Regions from separate parts of the Mus musculus genome. Here all the other regions are linked to region 3. Evidence: chromatin contacts called from public promoter capture Hi-C data. All regions are on one chromosome and are shown on one strand. The core of a region is the stretch at or near the end of the contact, and the rest is flanking DNA. Distances in the headings are between cores, read along the strand shown. Region 1 holds the start of Hip1 (huntingtin interacting protein 1). Region 2 holds the start of Tmem120a (transmembrane protein 120A). Region 3 holds the start of Lamtor4 (late endosomal/lysosomal adaptor, MAPK and MTOR activator 4).

The links. Promoter capture Hi-C pulls out the DNA fragments that hold promoters and counts their contacts.
Region 1: a promoter capture Hi-C map of liver shows a contact between it and region 3, with 2.7 times the contacts expected there. The contact joins the promoter of Hip1 here to the promoter of Lamtor4 in region 3. A contact is called at or near these places in 2 of 39 promoter capture datasets (liver and pre-B cells) and 1 of 484 Hi-C or Micro-C datasets (CD4 T cells).
Region 2: a promoter capture Hi-C map of liver shows a contact between it and region 3, with 2.2 times the contacts expected there. The contact joins the promoter of Tmem120a here to the promoter of Lamtor4 in region 3. A contact is called at or near these places in 2 of 39 promoter capture datasets (liver and pre-B cells).

What each region holds. Positions count from the first base shown.
Region 1 is chr5:135,543,170-135,546,637 of GRCm38.p6, forward strand. Hip1 (huntingtin interacting protein 1) reads right to left here and starts at 1,953. Exons shown (of 31, transcript NM_146001.2): 1 at 1,768-1,953. The coding sequence starts at 1,887.
Region 2 is chr5:135,741,780-135,745,474 of GRCm38.p6, forward strand. It overlaps Tmem120a (transmembrane protein 120A), which reads right to left and starts at 2,393. Exons shown (of 12, transcript NM_172541.2): 1 at 2,269-2,393; 2 at 502-620; 3 at 187-303. The coding sequence starts at 2,349.
Region 3 is chr5:138,253,135-138,256,819 of GRCm38.p6, forward strand. It overlaps Lamtor4 (late endosomal/lysosomal adaptor, MAPK and MTOR activator 4), which reads left to right and starts at 2,348. Exons shown (of 4, transcript NM_001081108.2): 1 at 2,348-2,669; 2 at 3,119-3,199. The coding sequence starts at 2,667.

The DNA.
Region 1 (3,468 bases), core at 703-3,202, 2.7 Mb before region 3:
GACACTGCCTACCAGTCTTCCTGTTGGGCAACTAGGAAAAATGTTACTTATGGCTGGAAACATTCAAGTGCCTCAATTCTATCACTCTGTATTAAGTTCAAACTAAAAAAAAAAAAAAAAAAAAAAAAAAAAAAACATTTTAAAAGTGATTTTGGGTGTATGTATATGGAGGGGTATTCATGGCACGGCTTGAGTATGGAGGTCAGCAGACAACTTGGACAAGTTGGTTCCCTTCCTGGGATGAAACTCAGGTGGCCAGACTGGTTGGCAGGAGCCTTTACCCCTTAGCCACCTCCGCTGGCCGTAAGCTCAAACTTTTATGTCTAACTTATTGCCTCAGTTTTAAGTCGGATGCTATAAAATAGCTCCAGTTTATTTTCTTCTTTCAGTTTAAAAATAAAAGAGGTTGGGGGGGGATATGAAAACTTTTTTTTCTTTTTTTCTTTTTTTTGGCAACAACGCCCAAGGTTCAAAAGATCTGAGAAATTTAAAAAGCTCCAAACTCTATAGACATTGAGAGGTAAGTGGACGGTGGTCTCTCTTTCCCCTCCCGGGGTACAACTACCCCATTTCCCCCCTCAGACACAAGAAGTGGACCCAGGGGTCTCAGAAACAAGAGGTGGTGTAAAGTCCCCTGGGGTGAAAAGGCTTTCTTCCGAGCAAGGTCCATTTATAGAACACACAGGCCCTCCCTATCTCTTCCATCTTTCCTACTCACAGAACACGACAGGGGACCTGCCTCTGGCTGAAGTCAACTCAGATCTTCAAAGTAGAACTCGGAGAGCCAGAGTAGAAGAAATCTACCGGCCCGGCATCCGCAGTGGGATCCGAGGAGTTGTACTCTCAGAAACAGATTTTACATACAGATGAACTGATGACTACACACCCCGAGCCTCACAACTTGATTCAGTCCGATCAATACAGCATGCATAAAAGCCTGAGGTAAAACTGGATAGTGGCTTTTTGTTGATAACTGCGGTGGAATTTTGGCCATCTGCCCTGGTCAGACCAGACAAATAAGGCAGGCGGTCTGCTTATTAGCTGTCAGGCATATTTTGGAGGGTGAAAGCAAAACCTCAAATCAGGAGTCTGAGTATCACTGGACAGCTTATGCCGGCACGCAAAGCTCTGACAATCCAAGCGCCTCAATTCCTACCCCAGGCTGCGCGTCCCCGTTCCTCCAAACCCCCGGGCCATTTTACAAGTTGGACCACACTTCACATTTCTTACGGTCCTTCCCATCACTCAGACCCCTTTGGCCCAGCCTCTGAGGCCAACAGCTGGGGCTGCTGAGAGCCAAGTTAGAGGCACCGTTGAGCGAGATGCTGGGAAGTGTAGGGAGAGTCAATACTAAAGTAAGGCGACCAGAGCCACCCTTCACACCCCCACCTTGGCGTTCCCACACTTGGCAAAAACCAAGCGACTTCCAAGTGCTTCCCCTATCCAGGAGCACCCTTCCGTCAGTCCCCTTTCAACTCCCTTTAGCCTCCCTTGTGACCCCTGATGGTGCTCACTGAGACCGTCCCCTCAGCCGCAGGAATCTGCAGTTCCCCAGAGTGCACCCCGACCCCTATGCCAGTGGAGATGCCCAGGTAGATCCCGAACCTCCCTGGGACCCGCCTAGTTCCCTACCCCAAAATGATTCCGATCGCAGCCACCTTGCCTAATTCCTTCCCGAGTCTGCAAGTCCCACTCCCTTCCAAGCCTCTCTTGCACCCTGCATCACTCCAAGTGCCCCAGGGATGCCCCAGGGTTCTCGAATCTCACCTGAGTCCGCTCGAAGCTCTCGCGCTCCGCAGCCTCCATCCCAGCACCAACTCCGCGGCGGCTCAACACTTTGGGCAGCGGGTTGGATACCTGCTTCATGGAGCTGGCCATTCGGTCCATGTTGTCTGGGTGAACAGAGTCAGGGGCCCTCGGCCGCCCCGGGATCCCCGCGGAGCCTCCCGCCCCTCCCTACCCGCGGGGATCCGGCGCTAACGGGGACAGATTCCGTCTTCCATTGGTTGACAGCGCTGTCCATCTCCCTCAGAACCCACCCCATGTTTCCAAGAGGCTTTTCCCCACACCCCTCTTCCCACTTCGGAGGCGCTCCGCTCACTTCACCCGCTGCCCGCCTCAGGGCGGTCCGCATACTATGACTGGTCTGAAGGTTTGTCCATTATCATTAGTGGGCAGGACCTGGTGGGCTGCTGTCCTAACCTGCCCCCTAGGCTCCGCCCCATAATCGATGCACCGCCTTCCAGGCCTCTACATGCACTGTCATTGGTCTGAAGACTTATCTGTCAACAGGCTGGCTTGATGGGCTGCCCTAACCTTTTCTTGTTGGCTCCACCCTACATCCGTCACTCTTCCTTTGTTCCCACCCCCCAGGACCATAAAAGCACTATGATTGCTCTGAAGGCTTGTCCGTCATGCTAGTGGGTGGGGCCTGGCTGCCACAGACCAGCCCTTGCTGACTCCACCCTACTTCGAAGCGCCACCTCCTGGGCCCTTCTCTGCTGCGGGTTTCTGAGCAGTAGGACCTGCGGTCCAGCCGGCGCCACGAGTTCCCGAGGGGATGGAAAGGCAGATCAAGGGAAGCATGGCTGCACACCATGCTTCACCGGCTTGCTGGGGAACTCTGCGTCAGTGTGGACCCGCGATGGCGGCCTTAGTGGTCCTCGAAGTCCCCTCCTCGTGCATTCCTTTCTGCCCGTTCTGGAGGACCGTTCTGGAGGGTCCCCAAATACTGGCCTGTGATTGCGAGGATCTCCCCAGAGCTTTCCAAACTTTGCTTCGTTCTCACCTTATCTCGGTAGAAACCCCAACAGATGCTCTTTGTTCAACTATGGTAGGGTCCACTCCTCCCATCCTGTTCTGGGAGCACCTACAGACTGGGAAGTGCTCCTCAGCAAAGAAAAAAGTTACAGGTTCTTCACTAACAGAACTAGTGGCACCGTTAAGCATTAAGCAATTTGATGGTGCTATCCATCTAGCTCTGCAATAGAAGCCAGTACAAGTCTCACTTGTACTAGGCAATGTTTTAATTAATGACAATATCAAACTCACTATGTCGCTGAGTCCCTTGAATCCCTGAGCCTCTTGCCTCTTCCATTCAACTGTTAGGATTATAGGCGTGGGCCTCTAGGCTTGACTTTCCTTTAACGTTTTACACACATTTTGTACCTGTGTGTATGTGTGGGACTGTGTTCATACGGCAGCACTCTGTGGAGGTCAGAAAGCAAATTAGATTCTGTTCTCTACCGTGTGGACCCCAGGATCTGACTTGAGTGATAGGCTTAGTGTAGCAACCTACCCACTGAGTGGTCACACCAGGGATGCTCTTTAAAAACAGTGTTTCAAGACGGGTGGTGATGGTCCACAGCCTTAGTCTCAGCACTCAAGAGGCAGAGGCAGATGGATCTCTGAGTTCAAGGCCAGCCTTGTCTATAGAGTGAGTTCCAGGACAGCCAGTACTGCACACAC
Region 2 (3,695 bases), core at 1,143-3,642, 2.5 Mb before region 3:
CTAACCCTGGTGTGTGGTTAGATGTCCATCGCTGAGGCCCCAGTTCCCTGAACACTTCCCTTGAAGTTCCTACTACAGTGAGCTGTCAGACAGCCAGGCCATCAATATGTCCCCCTCTACTGACTGAATGACTGAGAGACAGGCTAGGGCGTCCCATCCCTGGAGCTGGAAGAAGAAGGGGCTCACCCGTTCTTCTTAGGCAGATAGGCTTCCATGTCGAAGAAGAGGCCTTGGCGCTCTTTCATCTGGTTTTCCAGCTCCTGTGCAGCCTCCATGGACTCGGATGGGAGAGAGGGTCTGCATCTGGGAGTATGGCAGGAGTCAGGCAGGGCAGGTGGGAGAGCCCCAGTCCTGCAGGAACCCCTGTGAGAACCCTTTGGGACAGAGAAAAGGAACAAAACCCAGGGAGGAAGGATAGAAGAGCCATGCCAAGGGAAGCCCAGCGGAAATGCCCCTCCCCACGTCAACCACCCACCCCCAGCAAGCCGTCACCCCCCTCACTTTTTCAGCACCAAGGCCAGCTCCTGGAGCCGCTTCTTCTGCCGTGTGATGGAGTTTGTACAGTTGGCCTGGAGTTTGGTCAGCTCCTCTAGCTTGAGGCGATACAGGCGATGTGTTTCCTAGCATGAGGAGAAGGCGGTGGCTTCACTGGGGAGCTGCCCCGGCAGGGAACTGGCTCTCTCAGAGGTCGAACTTTCTGTGCTTGCCCAGGGACCTCCCAGAGACTGCTCCACTCCTGAAGCAAGCCAGGAGCTAGGCTTCTTCCTGTAATCTCAGACCCTCCGTGGTACATGTCCTCAACAACAGGTCAGTTGTCCCCAGCTCGGGTGGGCGTCTGAATTCTAAGTGGACTCTAGCCCAGTGGTTCTCGACCTTCCTAACACTGCAACCCTTTAATACAGTCCTCATGCTGTGCTGACCCACCCAACCACAAAATTGTTTTCATTGCTATTTCCTATCTGTAATTCTGCTATTTAGGTGATCCCTGTGAAAAGGTAATCCAATCTCCCTGAAGGGGTGGTGACCCACAGGCTGAGAACTGCTGCTCTCAAAGGGGCTGCCTAAACTCACCCCTTCCTTTCTCAGATCCTCCTACCTACCCAGCCTGAAAGAATGGAAATCAGGGATAGCCATGCTGCCTTCTACCCTGGCATTCCTGACGTTTCATCTCAGGTTAAAGGTCGTCAGGCTTCCCGCCCTAAGGCCAGTCCCTCCCATCCACTCCCCTCCTGCAAGCACCTTTGGTCCAAAGCTTCCCCAAGTACTTTGCCCTGGTGGGTGAGCCTTGCAAGTTGCAGCCTAAACGAAGGGCAAGGGGCAGTGTGGGGAAATCAAGGCAGGGGCTGAGGTCATCGTGGTGATGGCAAAACTGGGAGACATGGAGCTGTGTAGGTCTCTAGGGAGAGTTCTAGTGCCAGCGTTCTGGGGAAACCTGGACACATGAGGCTAGGCAACAGTCCAATAGAGGCAAAGGTCTAACCTAGTCTCCTATTGGCCAGGCTCCACTATTTAGGTCTGTTTCTCATGCCAAAATAAGCTGCCGCATCCTCCTCAAACTCTAGCATGTGCCACCTCTGCCCAGTGACAGCCTTCCAGGAAGCATTGGTTTCCTTCTCTCTGGTATGGAGACAGAGTGGCCACAAACAACACCATCCTGGGATGGGAGGTTTTCCAGTGGTCGCTCTACCAATCCAGGAGGTCCTGGTACAGTCTGCCCCGCCCACCTCTCCCTACAAGAAAGAGCCACATGTACTGGGCCTCTTCTTGTCCCTAGGTGGGCGCTGTCCCTCCGTCTCAGATGGCTGAGATTTCCCCAACCAGGCCCGAATTTTACCTAAACTTGCTTCCCTGCGGCGTTCAGCAGAGTTAGCCAAGGGCGGGGAAGGCGTTGTCCGGCTGCAAGTTTGCAGGGTAATTGACCCAAAAGGCTGGGCCCCGTTGGGTTCTGCCTCGGGTGACTGCTCTTTAGGAAGGGGACTGGGTCCCAGATCGGGTAGCAGTGCAGGGGGAGGGGCAACAGAAGAGTCCTGATCAGTTTTCAAGGCCTTTGCACAAAGTCGAGATATCCCGGCACAGAGGGATCCCGCCCAGGCACGCCGGGGACGCGCGGGCAATCCGGGCTCCCATCAGACATTTAAGAAGAAAAGTAGGGGAGAGTCTCGACCCCTGACCCCTCCGAGCTGCCTTATGTGTGACCTAGTACTGCCTGACCCTTGTCCCCGAGACAGAGACGTGGCTCGGGGCTTGGATGGCCGCAGGGACGCTCACCTGGATACCTTGGAAGTCCTGCTGCAGATCCTCCCAGTTGCGCAGGCAGTCGCCCAGCGGGTCCGGGGGCGGGGACTGCATGTCTTTGTCCACGCCACTGGCCGCGGAGAGCCGCGAGTGGGGAGGACGGAGCTGCAACCCCGGCCGGCCGGAGAAGCCTCCGCCACCGCCCCCGTCCGCTTCCGGGCTCGCGCCGCCGTGACTGCCAACGGGAAAAGGCCCGGCGTAATCTGCGCGTGAGCCCCGCCCCTAGGAGCAGCCAATCAGAGCCAGGGACGAGAGCTGGGCGGGGACATGGGCCCGCAGGGCGTCTCCTCGAATTGAGACCAGAGCTGGGCGGCCAGCATTTTTACCCGAGAAGTCTGCTTCCTCGGACCACTCACAAACCAAGGAGACACGTGCTTCTAACACTTTGAAATTTTTAGATAGTGTCTCACTATGTAGCTCAGCCTGGTCTGGAACCAAGAAATACCCCTGCCTCTGACTCGCCGCGTGCAGAGATTAGAAGCGTGAGCCACCTCATACTCTTCATACACTTTTGTCCTTGAGAAGCTGCGCCTCTCTAGGGACAGCCTTCGTCTCTCAGCTTTTACAGATACTCCTTTCCTGGCCCTGAGTCCTCCAAGCTCTCCTCCGTCCTTAACTTTTAGGCTGCCTCTCCTAAACTTCCTACCGTGTCACTTCCGAAGCCTTACCAGTGCGGTTCAAGTTACAGACTCGGTACAGAACTTGCCCAGCATGCTGGAAGCTCAGAGGGCAATTCACCCAAGCACCACACAAAACATCAGATGCAGTGCGGGGCAGTAGTTAAAGGCAGCGCACGCCTTTAATCCCAGTACTTGGAAGGCATAGGCAGGTGGATCTCTGAGTTCGAGGCCAGCCTGGTCTACAGAGTGAGTTCCAGGACAGCCAAGGCTACACATAGAAACCCTGGCGGGGGGATGGGGGTGGGGTGGGGGGTGGGCCGGGGGGGATCAGATGCAGAGGCGCATGCCAGTGATGCAAACATTTGGAAGGTGCAGACGGAAGAATCAGAAGTTCCTGGTCACCCTCGCCAAGGACACGCACTCACTCTACCTACCACCCACATCACACCCTACATTCTTCATCAGTCCCCTTGTAAGCGCCTCCACCCGGACTTGTTCTGAGTCTGAGGAAGAGCTTTTGGGACTTGTGGCCCATGAGGGGGCGCAGCAGGTAAGAGTGCCTGTGGCCAAGTCTGGTGACTTCAGTTTGATCCCAGGACCCACGTTGTGAAAATAGAGAATCGGTTTCAGCAACGTGTTCTCTGACGTCCACACAGGTACCATGGCACGCCTAGACATCTAGAATAAAGCTGGAGAGAAGCTCGGCTTACGAGCACTGGCTGCTCTTACAGAGGACCTGGCTTCAATGCCTAGGTCTACATAGTAGTTCACAACCATCTG
Region 3 (3,685 bases), core at 1,098-3,597:
CATTTTTTTCCCAAATTACCAATGTCCAAGCTTGCCTGCAGGCATGGAGGCTGAAGAGATGGCTTGGTGCTGTGAGTGTTTGCTGCTCTTGCAGAGCACCCCAGTTAGATGAGTAGCTTAAAACTCCCTGTAACTCTTGTTCCCATGGAAACAATGACCTCTTCTGGCCATCATGGGCACCTGCACGCAGATGGCATATACTCACACAGATACTCAAAGCTACACAAAATAAAAATAAAAATAAAAATAAAGCAGGGCATGGTGGCACAGGCCTTTAATCCCAGCACTATGGAGGCAGAGTCGTGTGGATCTCTGAGTTCAAGGCCAGCCTGGTATTAAAATATTAAAGTCCAGCAATCAAAAGCCTCCCTTTGGTCACCTTAATTATCATGTCTAATCAAAACAAAGCAACTCATTCTATCACAGGTTTCTTATTTTACTTTTATAAACTGCCATTTGCCTAAGGACCATGCCTGTCTCCACTTTATCCAGAGGTAGTCACTTTGTCTGGAGCAAATATTTCTTTCCCCTCTCCCTTGTCTTCTATCCACACTCTTTGTCCCTCTGGAGCAAATAAATCTCTCCTTTGTGTTGGGAACTTGGTCCTGGTGTGTCCTGTGCAAATTCCAGTCTTTTCAAACAGAACATCAAAAGCAAAAATCTTGTACCTGTCAGTGAATGGTGGAGCACACCTTCAATCATAGAACTTCAGAGGCAGAGGCCAGAGGAGCTCTTTGGGTTCTAGGCTAGCTTAGTCTACATTAGTGATATTCTGTCTCAAGAATGACCAATCAACCAACCAACCAACCAACCAACCAACCAACCAACCAACCAATTAAGCCAACAAGCAAATTGCCCTTGACAACAGCTGCCAGGTAAACCATTTCCAACAGAGATCCCCAGGGCTCACGCATGGTAAAAAAGTTCCTGCAATGTTATAGAGAAGCTGAATGCTCAGTCATGGTGTGAAAACGTAATCCAGAACTCCAGCTAGCAACCTCAGCCTCTCCAGGTTGGTTTTGGATGGATGTCTGTAAGCTCCCAATTTCATGATTTCTGTTCTTTTACTTAGAAGCCTTCCCTGAAGAAACTCTCTGCTCTGCCCAGAACTCTGTCTGTTCGTAGTTGTCTTAAAGGGACTTCCTCAGGTAGTTTTGGCTGGATACTTGGATACTTGAGTACCTGATTTGATGGAAATTGATGTGCTTCTCTCTCTCTCTCTCTCTCTCTCTCTCTCACTCACTTTATAAAGTCACTCGTTCAAAATAAAAATTGTGGCTACTGTAGACCATTCTCTGGATTGTACAAAGCAGCTGTTGATATTTGTATACCCACTTCAGAGCAATGGTGCCAAGCACCTTTGCCCGCTGAGCCACTTTGCCAGCCCTACTTCAATTTTTTGGTCATGATGATTGAATCTGGGGCCTATGCATGCTAGGCAAGTTTTGAAACGATAGCTACAGCCTTGCCTCATTTTCTCTAATTAGCTGCTGCTTCTACAAGATGATTTGGGGTGGACGACTTTCTTTGTTTAGTGCTGTGGGTACAGACCCACACCCAGTATGCATAAGGCCCTGACTTTGCTTCTTGGCACTGAAAATAAATGGGGTGGGGGATATAATTCACTAATTTAGTGTACAACTTAGTAACTTCGGCACATTCACAAAGATATGCAGACTTCAATATGAATTCCAAAAAGCTTAAATCACATGCCCTGCCATACCCTCATTAATAAGCACTTCCTATTTTTTCTTGCCCCACTACCAACTAGTAATTGCTTTCAGTTTTTCTGTATTTGCAAGAAGTGTATGTGTTTTAATCAGGATCTTGGTAGGTAGCTCAGGCCTCAGTCTGGCACTGAACTCCCTATTCAGCCCAATCCTCGGCCTCTCAGGCTTTAAACTAGGATTACAAGCATTCGGCAATAGTCACAGCTAAGCGTCTTACATAGATGGGACCACATAATATATAGCCTTATGAACCTGCCCTTTCACAACCCGTCCTTTTGGTTGGGTCTGAGCCTCTGAAGGCTGAGTGGTCTCTGAAGCCATCTCCCTGGCCTGCTTTCTCTTGTTTTGGAGATTCTCAAGCTGCATTTGGTGTCAGGACATTATCATCTTGTATTGATCTTACACTACTGTGTGTACACAGCAAATTTGATTTACTCATTCATAGCCATATTTGGGCCGATCCACTCTTAACACATATACTCAAGGCAGAAAGTTAACACGTGAACAGCTTTTCACGTGTAAACCAAACCATCGTCTTTCACATTGGTACATTAGTTTCTCTTTTCAGGTTGAACAGTGACACCTAAGACTCCTCTTACATCACCGGACTGTTCTACTTTCTTCTTGGAAGCCACCGGCAGATGCATATTCCTATTGCAAAGGATAGAAGCAGTGCACGTTCGTGTGGCGACACTGCCCCGCGACTCTCCGGACAACTCTCGCAGGCAAATCCTGAGGGGCGGGGAAATGCAACCAATCCACGAATGTGTTCGGAAAGCGGGGCTCCGCAGTGGTTGATAAAGTATAATGACATACCCGCCATCCAATCCTCAAGCGAAGGGCTGGGCTACAGTCAGCTGGTGAAACCACCTGACCCGAGCCTGGAGCCGGAAACTACCTATCCGGCAGACTGCTTACACTGCACCTACGGCTGCGATGGTGAGTGTGGACGCATGCGCGGGTGTGCACGCCTGCGGTTCCGCGTCCCTGTTTTCCGAGCTTCTGTTGCCACCTTATGGCTTGCATTTCACTGTCACCTCCAGTCCACCCTGGGACCGAAAGGGAACAGAGATGGGAGGGAAGCGACAGGGAGGGCTGGAGAAGGAAGGCTCCGCTACCGGGTGTTCTGCAGCGGGGGAGTAGTCTAGATGGCACAAGGGGCGGGGCATAAGGGGACTGGAGTGGGAAGGGACATGAGGAGGGGTTGAGGGGCTAGGAAGGCCTCCTGGGTCACCTACATGACAAGTGGAAGAGCTCAGAGGTCCAATAGTGACCGTGGATGGAGACTCAGTGTTACAAGCCATTATGAGGGCCTTGGAAGGCTCATATCCAGGAGGGAGATGGGTTTGCAAGGCTGTCATGATTCTCCTTGTCTCTTTACCCTCTAGACTTCCGCACTGACCCAAGGGCTGGAGCGAATCCCAGACCAGCTTGGCTACCTGGTGCTGAGCGAAGGTGCAGTGCTGGCGGTGCGTTGTGGGAAAGCAAAGCGTGGGGTGGAGGGTGTGTGTGTGTGTGTGTGTGGGGGGGTCCTTTGGGGACACACAGCCCAGAAATCCCTTCAAATATTTCCAAGTTGTCTCTTTTTGTCTTCTCTGTGGTTCCTTGCTTGCCATATAGTAAGCTTTATGTAGTATTTGGATATGTGGTATAAAAGCTAATTACCAAAAGGTTGGGGAGGTAGCTTAGTACGGAGAATGAGTTGCCTAGCATGCACAGAGCCTTCTCTTCAATCCCAATACTGCATAAAACCAAACAGAGTGTAGTCCCAGCACTTGGAAGGTGGAAACAGTGGGTTAGATGTTCAGGCTTATCTTTGGCTACATATCAAATTCAATCACAACCTGGACTACATGTAACTCAGCCTCAAAAAACAACAAACAAACCATTACCCAAGTTATACAATTAGTTAGTTAGTTGTAGTTTGTTTTTATTTGTTAAATTCTTGTAGGGAC